Linked DNA regions of Mus musculus: regions 1 and 2 are each linked to region 3. The links are chromatin contacts, called in public Hi-C maps. All regions are on one chromosome and are shown on one strand. Each heading gives the region's core, a stretch centred on a gene start, on an enhancer-like site or on the middle of the called end of the contact. The rest is flanking DNA. Distances are from core to core; before and after follow the strand shown.

Evidence for each region. A called contact is a pair of places that touch in the nucleus more often than the background predicts.
Region 1: a contact with region 3 is called in a Hi-C map of muscle stem cells, with 9 times the contacts expected there. The contact joins the promoter of 4933406C10Rik here to the promoter of Ankmy2 in region 3. A contact is called at or near these places in 2 of 484 Hi-C or Micro-C datasets (muscle stem cells and uterus).
Region 2: a contact with region 3 is called in a Hi-C map of CD8 T cells, with 6 times the contacts expected there. The contact joins the promoter of Arl4a here to the promoter of Ankmy2 in region 3. A contact is called at or near these places in 2 of 484 Hi-C or Micro-C datasets (CD4 T cells and CD8 T cells).

The regions. Positions count from the first base shown.
Region 1 is chr12:32,952,434-32,956,175 of GRCm38.p6, forward strand. 4933406C10Rik (RIKEN cDNA 4933406C10 gene) reads right to left here and starts at 1,356. Exons shown (of 6, transcript NR_044986.1): 1 at 1,072-1,356; 2 at 765-938. Sypl (synaptophysin-like protein) reads left to right here and starts at 1,753. Exons shown (of 5, transcript NM_198710.3): 1 at 1,753-1,926. The coding sequence starts at 1,858.
Region 2 is chr12:40,036,107-40,040,034 of GRCm38.p6, forward strand. It overlaps Arl4a (ADP-ribosylation factor-like 4A), which reads right to left and starts at 1,881. Exons shown (of 2, transcript NM_001039515.1): 1 at 1,732-1,881; 2 at 1-727. The coding sequence starts at 640. The coding sequence ends at 38. Arl4aos (ADP-ribosylation factor-like 4A, opposite strand) reads left to right here and starts at 1,971. Exons shown (of 3, transcript NR_166749.1): 1 at 1,971-2,399; 2 at 3,581-3,714.
Region 3 is chr12:36,155,670-36,159,638 of GRCm38.p6, forward strand. Ankmy2 (ankyrin repeat and MYND domain containing 2) reads left to right here and starts at 1,455. Exons shown (of 10, transcript NM_146033.3): 1 at 1,455-1,754. The coding sequence starts at 1,688. Bzw2 (basic leucine zipper and W2 domains 2) reads right to left here and starts at 1,156. Exons shown (of 12, transcript NM_025840.3): 1 at 999-1,156.

The DNA of each region.
Region 1 (3,742 bases), core at 106-2,605, 3.2 Mb before region 3:
AGAGCCAAGACTAACGGATAAAACCTTATAATCAGCCAGAGAAGAGCAAGGGCAGGCCCTGGCACCACAAGAGCTCCAGATAGCTGTTAAGCCTTCAGGGCCAAAGGTCTCATCCTGGGCCAAGAGCTGCCAAGGGTTGAGGAACCCCAGTGTTCTAGACTTACAAACCGGAACATTTGTAAGGTTGAGTTATGAGGGCTGCAACACTAGAGGGTGCCACTTGCTGCTGCTTCTGTCGGGATTCAGCCACCACTCACTGCTGCCTGACAGAAATGAAGGCTACAAGAGACCAGCTCCTCACTTGCTTCCCCTGCCTATCCTTCCCACAATTCCTATCCAACTGTGCAGTCAAGCAAACCTCAGCCAGCTGCCTGGTGACAGGACTACAGGAACAAACCATGGGAGTACAAATTGTTTCAGACCTCTCAGCTCTATAAAGTTGCAAGATGAGCATTATCCCATCCTGTTAGCATCTATTTCATTTTGAAATTACATTGAATATATTTTTGGCTATTTTGTATAATTCTACTTTGAATACTTTTTCCTTTGAAGCACAGCTAAGTGATTTACTTGTGGGTTCCTATCCAACAGGTCTCAGCAGAAAATAACTTTTTTTTTTTAAGACTTAAAGAGAAATGCTGAGTGGAATACACGGAAATAAGAGTGAAGGAAGGAGGAAGTGTTAGCTTGGTAGTAACTGTTCATGGGTAGTGGTCAGTTCTAATGGAATACTCCACTGACATTTAGGAAATATAAATAAGTACCTGGGAGCTGGAACTAGGATCCTCTGTGGCAAAGATCTTCCTTCGATGTTGGTGTTATCTCACCATGCATGAAGACAGGCCACTATCCCAACCCTCCAAAAAAGGCCAGGCACAAGGAAGCCAGAGAAGAGATGTCTAGATTGGTCCCATTCTGGTGGCAGGAGGGAGTGTTCCCTAAGACAAATCATGAAAGATGAGTTAACTTGACCCCCCCCCACTCCCCCGCCCCCCCCCAAAAAAAAACGGCACGAAATACAGGCCTCGCCAAACGGGGATAGAGGTGGAGAGATGAGTTGTCCTGTGAGACCTGTCAAGCCATGATCTCAAATGGGTGGTCTTTCTCCTACTCTGGCTCCAACAACTTTGCGATGTCTGCGGAAATGTTTGGTGAATCATACGTTCAAGCACCCTTACATAAGGCAGGTTCGCCAGACGGCCGCAGTTTTGCAATAACTATGACTTTAAGGGCCCTGAACACGAGCTTTGAAGTGAGGCTTTGTCTGTGTACACACTTGACACATTTGCCCAAAAGTTCAGAGCACTGGGAAGAAAACGGGCCGTTGTGAGGGCGGGCAGTCACAGCCACAAAAGGGCATAGCAACCAGAACGCCACCGAGGTGGAGGGCCGTGCTGCGCAGGCGCAGCTGTCCCCCGACCCCACCCACCCCCGTCGCGCGCTCGCAAAGGCCGGAAAAGAGTCTGGGGCCTAGGGAGCGCGCGTGCGCGTTAGAGACAGAGCTAGGCTTTGGGGAAGGGGGCGCGGCACACGCATGGCTTCCAAAGCCAACATGGTTCGTCAGCGGTTCAGCCGGCTGAGTCAGGTGCGGCCGGGGGAGGAGCCAGCCCTTCCCAGTCCCTCCTCGGCCTGGTCTCGGCTCGCCCTCTCTGTCTCCTGGGCGCGGACTCAACGGCCGCCCGGCCCCGCCTTAAAGGCCAGGCCGTCCCGCCCCGATGCCCCTTCGTCCCCACCCCTCCGGCCCCGCCCCCAGCCCCGCCGGCTCCGCCTCCCGCTCTCGCCGCGGAGTCGCTCCGGTCTCGCCGCTCCCCTCCTCCGCCCCGCGTCCTGACTCTCTTCCCTCCTTTCCCTCAGAGGATGTCCGCCTTCCAGATCAACCTCAACCCGCTCAAGGAGCCGCTCGGCTTCATCAAGATCCTCGAGTGGGTGAGTGCAGCTTGCGACGCCGACCTCGCCCGGTCCAGCGCGGGGCGCCTTGCCGGGAGGCGGGGACGCGGTCGTGAGGGAGTCCCCCACGCTCGAAGGCCGCGGGGCGGAGATGGCGGCCGGCGTCGAGTCGAGTCGCCGGTGTGGGCGGCTTCTCCCGGCCGCCCCTAGCCGCGGAGGCGTGGAAGCTCGCTCGCTTTTTTTTCTCAGGCTCCACTGCCATCCGCAAAGGAAGACAGGATTTCCTGCTGCGGTCCAACTGATACCGACCGCCCGGAGGCCCGCGGCTTCCGCGGGCGAGGCTAGACCTGGGTTGCGCCCTTCGCTGGCGGCGGGTATGGGCTCCTGTTAAAAATAGTGTGTGTCAGAGAAGCCGAGGCAAAGCCCTTGCCCCGACGCATTAAATTGTCGGCCCATTTAACGCCTGGCCTGGACGTCGAGATTGTTTATAGCAACATCCTGCTTGGAAAGTCAGCTTTCTGCCCTTTCCTGCCAAGCAATCATTAACATCAAAGGAGACTTACAAGTTAGACCTTGTCACGTGCAGCTAGTTTATCAAGCTCTGCGATTTTCCTTCAAACTTAGCGGCCCACTATAGTTGGGTGCTGACTTGAAGAGTTAATGTAAGCACTTGGCATTTATTTGCCCCGTGTGCAGTCAGGTAGTGTTTCGTAGCCGATAACGTTTAATTCCTTCACAGTTCATGTTGAGGGTGAAAAATAAGAACTCTCCGGTTTCGTGCGTGTGTTTTAACGAAGAGCTTGAAGTTCTCCGATGACTGATGACTGCTCGCTCTGATTTTTGTATTTACACTTTATGCCTTCAATTTTGTGAAAACTGAAATGCTGCTCTTGCAACTGGCAAAAGACACGTGACTTTCTGTGCAACCCTAAGTTTAGAAGAAGGTTGTTATTTTAATTCCAAAAGTCATAGGGGAGAAATCAAAGAAATGTGTGTTAAGAATGAACCTTACATTTAGTCTCATTGAATGTTACAATTCAGTTTAATAATTTAGATTTTCACTTAAGTAAGAGGCAGCTTATATCTTTTCTTGAATATTTTAAAGTAGGAGTAATTTTGTTGTGTGCTGAAATTATCTTTAAGTTTCTTAAAATAATACTTTGAGTTTGAAAACCTTTTATTACACAGGCAGTAAGTTTGTAGTAAGACTATAGAGTGTTAATGGTGTAGTGAGTATTTACCCAACAAATATTTGAGTAGGTAGCATATACCAGCACTGTGCTAAATGCCAGCTTACAGATGTGAATCAAACTCTTTTTCTCATGATCATTCAAGGATGTAATGGAGACTATAAAAATGCCATATGGTAAATTGTGTGTTAGAGATACTTGTAAAGTAGTAGGTTAGACAGGAAAGCATCATTGGGGAAGACTTTATAGATGGAAGAATATTTGAAGAGTGAGTACTAGTGAGCTAGGGATTGGCTTTCTAGGCAAATAGAGTCCTGTTAGTGGGAGGAAAAGTTGAAGCAGCCTATGTAAGTAGGTTTTTGCTTGGATGAACATACTGGGCAAAAGTATGGTTCTAAATGATTATAACAAGTTCAAAGCCCTTGTTCCTTCTGAGGGTAGTCATGAAAAACTGGTCCTATGTGTACAAGCTATAGAATATCAGGTCGTATTTAGGTAGTTTCCAGTTAAGCTCAGATTCCGAGTCAATCCTTGGATTTGCCTGTTTAGAAAATTTTAGTTGTTAACAGTATAAAAATAGCCCAACGTGGAGAGAAACCTGCTGCTTTAGAAATTATTCGTACCTAAAATTAATTGTAGTAAGGATGGAGATGACTAGAAATTAA
Region 2 (3,928 bases), core at 631-3,130, 3.9 Mb after region 3:
AAAACCTATTCCACACCAATATAAAAGGTACTGCCATTCATCTCTTCTTTTTCTGTTGCCGCAACATTTTTCTCCTTTTAATTATCATATCATGTAGTTTCTCGAGTCCTTCCTTTAGCCCATCTCCTATGATTGCACAGGTGGGCTGCAAATGCCAAGGAGTCGATGAGCTCAGTTCCCCCATTGCTAACAACTTCTCAATCTCTGAGAGAGAGAGCGAGTTCCTCAGGTCTTGTTTATTAGCAACTATAAGCACAGGGACTCCCTGATTTTCGGATATCCTAGTTATTTTATGAAGTTCAGTTTTGGCTTCTTCCATTCTCTCAACATCGACAGAGTCCACCACAAACACAATACCATCTGTGCATCGGGTGTATGACTTCCACAGTGGTCTTAACTTCTCTTGACCACCTACATCCCAGAAGTGAAAAGTGACTGTTTTGGAATTGCCCAAGGTTACCTTAATTTTCTCAGTGTTAAATCCTTTGGTAGGTACGGTATTTACAAATTCGTTGAACTGCAGCCTGTATAAAACTGTTGTCTTTCCAGCACAGTCCAAACCCAGAATAACAATGTGAAAGGACTGAAAGGACGGCAGGCTGGACAGGATGGAAGTCTGGTCTGACAGTCCATTCCCCATTTCCAGCTGCAAATGGTGTCTCAAACTGAACGCGTTCTTCTTATCTGCTTACAATTTCTCTTCCTGGGTGATCGGGCTACGCGATTGCTGGGGAGGAAATGAGTAAGTTATTACTGTGAGCACATTAAAAATGGGGTTTCTCTACTTTCGCCAAAAATAAGCACATGAGGGACTTAATAAAACTTGCTGTGAGTAAACACACCAGATGAGGTAGTAGATGTATTCAATCCAAAACAAACGATGCCTAACTGTCACCCAAAGGCTTTCTTCGATCCACTCTAACTGCAGTAACGTGTACTTTTCTCTATTCTCTACGATCCCCGAACCTCAAAAGCTCATTCTGAAGACAACCCAGGCGCCACTATCTGGTGCCGGTCACCGTATCCACCACTAAAGTGCCTTTTCTTAGCAGAAAACTCAAAAAAAGCAGCCCTATCTGGGAGATCTAACCAGGCACGTCTCACCCGGCACCCAGGCTCACTTTCCTGGCTCCGTCCCCGCTACCAAAGCTCTCACCTCCCGGGCTGGAGTCGGGATTCCAATGGAGGGACATTGGCTGATGTGTCTCTCTCTCTCTCCCCGCGAGGAACACGCCACAGCTCCTCTCAACCGAGACCTCCGCGCCGCTCTGGCGGACGCCCCACAGGGAAGCCCAGACTCGGCCTCTGGCCACGCCCACCCTCACGGCCCACCCAGGCCCCGCGATCCCATTGGTCAGCGCGTCAGGGCCGCCCTGCCACTCCCGCCCCGGCGCCCTAATTGGCAAGGGTGCCTGCCACTCCCAGGGCGGCAGCGCCAGGGCTCGCTCTCGGCCCTCCGGCACCACCTGTTGCCCTGAGTGGGAAACGAGCAGGCATCGCAAAGGACGCCGAGCCCCTGCTGCAGGTCCGGTCGCTCGGCCGCCTCGCGCACCTGCAGCATGGGCCACGGTGACGCGGCCCTACGCGGCGGGAGCGGCCCACCGCGCCTCAGCTCGCCGTGCGCCCAGGCTCGCTGGGCCGCGCCAGCCCCTCTACACACCGAACGCCTCCGGCAATACTGCCTCCGCCCCGCCGCAGGCCTCTTCTCCAACATGACCCCGCGCCACTCACCTGGCTGACGGTCCTCCGTCGTCCCGCCTCCGCGGCTGTCAGCCGCCGGGGAGTCTGTCCCCGGGCAGCGGCGAGGCCTGACGGCGGCCGGGCCGACGCCGCGCGCCAGCCGGGCTAACGGTGCTCGCCAGCCTCGCTCCGGGCCGCGGCTCCGCCCCTCGCGCCGCGCCTGCCCGCGGGGGTCGCGCGCGCGCGTGCTGGCCGCGTCTCCTAGCAACGCCCAAACAAGGTCACGTTCCAACCCTTTCGGCGCCCGCCGCCGGCGCAGACGGGCGGGGCTTCGGCCGCGGGTTCTCGGTCTTTCTGCCGCCCCAGGCTGGGTGCGGGAGGGCGTCGCCGGTACCGCCCCTCTTCCTGTCACCCTAGGGCGGCCTCTGGGCGACCGCGGTGTTGATTCAGGGTCCTTGATGTTGGAGGACACTGGCCGGGTGGGTCCCTTACGTCACGTCACAAGGCAGCCTGGGGGAGTCTGCGCTGCCGCCCTCCCTAGCATGTGCTGGCTAGGATGGTAGCCTACCTTTTGTAAGCCAAGCGCTACCTCCTAAGTGAGTCTACGCCCCACAAGTTGGAACAGGAACCAATGCCCCTATTAAGGAGGAAGAAACGCACTTTGGAAACGCTAAATATTTCCAGTAGCCCAAGAAGAACGGGTGATGAAGCTGCAGCTGGTAACTTATGACTAGTGGTAAAGCACATTGGGCTCCATAGTGTAATTGTGTACCACTATGTTTGGCCTTAGGAGGCAAACTGTCGTTTTTGTGAATATTCCAGTCTTTGTAAAAACAGAATGAACCAAATTGGTCATGAACCAATTATAAAACGTGACCAGCAATCTTTTAAAGATGTTTAGAAAAACAAACAAAGGGCATTTTAAAGCTTGGTAGAACCTACAAGAAATTTTTATCTGGAAGGCTATAATAATAGTGCAATTTAAAAGTGTATTTTAAACTAGATTCTGGCCAAGCACTTGAGAGGCAGAGGCAGGCAGATCTGGATGCTTCAGGGCCAGCCTGGTCTACATAGAGAGTTGCAGGCCAGCCAAGGCTACGTAGTAAACCGTGACTCAATAGATACATAGATAGATAGATAGATAGATAGATAGATAGATAGATAGATAGATAGATTGTAACTTTCCTAAGAAATTTCCTGATCTTAAAATTACCATAGCCAGTAGTATTTATTTTATGAATAGTAGAAAGGATTGGGCTTCTTTCTGTTGTTTTTGTTTCTTTGTGGTTTAGTTTTTCTGTTGTTTTGTTGTTTTGGTTTTCGGGGCTTGTTTGTTTGGGTTTGGGGTTTTTTGTTTTGTTTTGGTTTGGTTTTTGGTTTTGTTTGTTTGATTTTTGGTTTTGGTTTTCAAGATAGGGTTTCTCTATGTAGCCCTGGACCAGGCTGGAATCAAACTCAGAAATTTGCCTGCCTCTGCCTCCCAAGTGCTGGGATTAAAGGCATGCACCACCCTCACCACTGCTCACCTTATTTCCATTGTTTTTAATAGCTGATATAAAAATCTAAGGAATAATAAGCACAGTGCCTAGCTTTAAGACAGCATCATTAATTTAGGAAGAAAAATCTCAAATGGCATATTCTATAAAGTTATTGAATGTAATCTGAACTAAAGATTGTAACTAAGTATGGGCTCTCATTAGCCAGTTACAGTTATTAACATAAAAAGGGAGAAAAGCTTTTGTTCAAGAACTGCTCTCCTTGGGAATTTTAACAGAGATTCTTTATTAAGCTTGAATTGCTTGCAAATCTCCTTAAATAATTTAAGGTAAAACTGCACCATTTATAGTATTTTTGAGATCAAGATCCTACAGGTATTTCATGCTCGGTTCCATTTTTGCAGTCATAGACACAAAGCAGGTGAGATCTGACAACAGTGAGACTCCATCCAGCCTTGCAGAAAACATCTTGCTGAGCTGCACTTCAGTGTGTTACTCTGAGCTTTTGACTAGAACGGCCACTAGCAGCCTGCAGCCTGTGAGTTCAATTTGAGAGATAAGTATTTTTCACGTGTCTTTAAGAACTCCAACGGAAAGAAAGACTATTTAATATAGACAGACCATCTGTGCCCCTAAAAAGCTTCAATTATTTGGCATCTACTGCTATACAGAAAAGTGTTTTGTATGCTTTATCTATAAGCAATAATATCCATATAAAAACAGCAGCAAATGATTAAAAAGCCACAAAATTT
Region 3 (3,969 bases), core at 205-2,704:
CCGTGGAATGAAAGAGCGATCCTGGGGCTACTTAATAAAAACCACCTACATGATTATTCAAGTATTTCTCCCTAGCACAATTGTGTTTTAACGGAAACATCAATACCAGTCTGTTGAGAAACAACAGCAAAACTAAACAGTCATTTCCGAAGAAGCAGTGATTGACGCTGTAGAACGCTACAGATAAGCATCTTGGAGGAATGATTGAATATTTTCTTAAGCGTACCTTGCATCGGAGGCACAGAAAGGTACACACGATATTCACCTCTTATCTACCTACGGTGGACGCTCCAGGAGCCACACCACAGTTGAATGAAGGCTGGATTAAGAAACTAATCTAAGGCTATATATAGACAGCAACACCAATTTAATCCCCGCCCTCTCCAGCCTACCCTCCCTAGTTCCATAAATCCCCAAACCTGAGTTATAAAGACAGGCAGCTCTCTCAGAGCAAAAAAGACCCCCACACCCCAACAAAGTATCAGAGCAGTTGTAAGTCGCTTCTAAATATCCTTAGCGAACACCACAGGTCCAGGTTCCATGGCTTCCACAGAGGGCAAGAAATGACAGACAAGTACTGGGGAGGGCTAGGTTTGCAAAAAGAAATTTACCTTCTCCGAGCCTCTCCCAGTGTCGCTGGTCATGGGGTGTTCCCCTCACCTCCCGGCAGTGGGCCTCCCCGGGGATCGCCACGCACGAGACCATGTGCACCCGCCACTTTCACCGCGTGGCCAGCTTACGGCCGGCCCGCGGTCCCCGGAGCTCTTGGGGCGGACAAACGTAGCGAGGTCTAGGTCTCGCTCGAGAGGCACTAATACACAGTACGTGCATGGATGATGGCGCGGCGCGGGGGCTCCTCTATGAAGAGGAAGGCAACCGCCCCAGGTGGCACATGCTTCCTCCACGCCAGCTCCAGCCCGCTGGGACCCCTTGGCTCGGAGGCGGTCACTGCTCGCTCAACTCTCAGGCTCCCGCCGCCCCACCTGATCACCTCTTACCTGTCCAAGGAGGGAGCGACGACGCGCGAGACTGGTGGCTGCGGCGGATCCTGCAGCAGCAGTGGCGGCGGCAGTGGCTGAGGCAGACAATGGAGGAGTGAAGGACAGACACATTGACACAGACACACAGAACCCGGTGTAGCTCCGCCTCCTGCCCCGGCCCCGCCCTATCCCCGCCCCTTGCCCGAACCGCGCCACTCTTAGGGGCAGTGCAGCCCGTCTAGCTGCATCCCAATGCCTCCGCACGTGCCCACAGAAGTCACTACCAGGCAGAGAACTTCTATCCTTAGAATCCAAGGAACCCTGTGTCCCTGTACTTCTTAATAGGTTATCATGGGAATAGGAAACCTAGAAGATGTATTGAATCCCCTTCCAAATGTCTCCTTTTGGTTTGGACCTCGTAGGTTGCTCCAATTGGAGTCGCTTGCTGCCTCTTGCAGCTCCTCCTCCCGACCTGGCCATTGAGGCGCGGGGGCGGGACTTGTGGAGAGCGCCAGCCCGGCTCGCTCAAGCTCGCCGCACCCGCCAGCCCCCAGCCGTGAGACCCTAGCGACTCTGCCACTTCACTGGGCTGCTGCTCCGGCCTCGAGTTGCCTTGCTGTGGCGGTCTTCCACGACGCATACACGTCTCTTGTTTTTTTAAAAAACCTTTCCAAAGAAATAGAATAAGCGTCAAGCTGGCGGGAACGATGGGTCACATAAAGAAAGGCGAGCTGACCCAGGAGGAAAAGGAACTGCTGGAAGTGATCGGGAAAGGTACGGGTGCAGGGTTGGTATCCGGGTGCTGCACACCTGGTCTCAGGGCATTGAGGAGCCTGGAGCGCGCCCTAGGCCCGGAGGACCTTGGGCAACTTGCAATCCGGAAAAAGCCTTTCTGTCTCTGTCTGGGGACCGATTGCAGGGGCGGGGAGATGGGAGGCAGAAAAATTGAGGCCATCAGATCTAGGTTGCCGAGCTTAGACCTCTAAATCAGCTTTTTGGAAATCGACCGACTGTCACTACACATCTTAGACAGTCACGCGTGGCCCTGGGCGCCTGTCTTTGCGTATGCATGCTTGCCAGCTCATTGGATGTTTTGACCGTAATCAGTCAAGACCGCAGTGGCCTGGTAGTTCTAGGCTCCAAGTCGGGTGTATAAAGGGCCCTTTCGACTTCCGGAGGCTTAAGGATCTGGATCCCTTGCAGATCCCCGCCCCTGCTGCGGGTGGAGGGAGCTTTCAGCAACAGGGGTTCTTTATAAGGGCACAGAACTCGCTCTGCATGTTCCGCCCTGAGCTTTCTGCATCAAGGCCTTCTGTGGCTGGCTTCCTGTAGCCCAGGTCGGCGCAGGCACCCACAGACACGACTGACCTTGGTCCGATGTTAGACCTCAAGTGATCTTGTTGAGCTCCTTGGTGCTTCCCAGTCCACTTTGTGGATTCGAGCCACGCCTCCTCTGTGCAGCTTGCAGGAAGGAAGCCAACTAGAAGCCATGTTTCCCCACCAGTCCCTGAGTGCATGTCCCAAATGAGTTCCTGGCCGCATCCCCGTTACCTGGCAGGTAACATCAGCGTGACCACGTGCACTGTCACTTTGCTGAGAAGAGGATGCGGTGCCTGTGGGCATGATTAATGTGGATGCTTTAAGTGAAAAAATTAAACATGTGCCCTCGAATGACAGAGAAGCCAGACATTGTAATACAGAGCTCCTGGGTTTACAGTTTTCTACTTAGCCAAACTCATCTAGAATCACAGATAGGAAGACAAATGTATTCTTCCTAACAAGGACTGTCCACGTGTCTAAAGAGTATGAGAAGAGAAAACAATGGTTTGAACTCAGCAGGCGACTAGGAACTGATCTCACTTCTAAATCAGTCATGATTCTCACGGTAATCAATATTTGCTGGAAATCTCAGAGCTCTGGGTTGGATTTTTATTCTATGAACTGCATGGCTGTCAATGAGTTCTGGCTTTCATGCCGTCTCTAGGTTAGTTTCTTGCTCCCTTTAGTGGGTCTGGGATTTAGGTTAGTGAACTGGAGCCCCGGCTGTGTGCCTGTTGTACCAATCAAAATTAAGAGAGGACAGCTTTCAACCCATAATCCACCAGGGATAGGAATTCTGGTTTTAAACAAGCCAATGCTATCACATGTTCACTTGAAAGTGAAAACCCATTGGCAGCTGGAGAAAATATGTGTGTGAAAGGAGAAGTATGAATTCTTGGATGGATTTATTCTAAGGTTGTATCAAGCATAATTAGTGTGCTTATTACTTGTATTTCTTGGGCCACCTCATCCTCTAGGTTTGTGAGAGTACAGGTGCTGGCTTTCATTGGTTTAATCCCCTAAGCCTATGAACAAAGATACAAGGTGGATTTACTTAGTGATACATTCTTGTCATGTTCAGGATTTTGGATCGTTATTGCTCTCAGAAAATACTGGCAGATAGGAGAAGATCAGCCAACATTGACATTTTGAAGACATGGCATGTCCTCATCCATTTAATCTAGAAGAGCTAACGTTGGGTGTTTGTTTATTTTGTTTTCTCTGAATTGTAGTATGACGTATCATGGAATGGTCATTAACTGTGTGTCTGAATTAGGTGTGTGTGTGCGCGTGCGTGCGTGTGTGTGTGTGTGTGTGTGTGTGTGTGTGTGTGTGTGTGAATTTGACACAAGTTAGAGCCATCTAGGAAGAGGAGCATCCACGGAGAAAATATCTCCAATAAGTTATTTGAAGGCGAGTCTGTGCCAGCATCTTCTGGATTAATGATTGGTAAGAGAGAACCTTGCCCACCTGTGCCACAGGTGGACAGTTGGTCCTGTTCTGTTCTTTTGTTTTTTGGTTTTCTTCGAGACAGGGTTTTCTCTGTGTAGCTCTGGCTGTCTTGAAACTCACCGTGTAGACCAGGCTGGCCTTGAACTCAGAAATCTGCCTGCCTCTGCCTCCAAGTGCTGGGATTAAAGGGCGTGCGCCACCACAGCCCGGCTCAGGT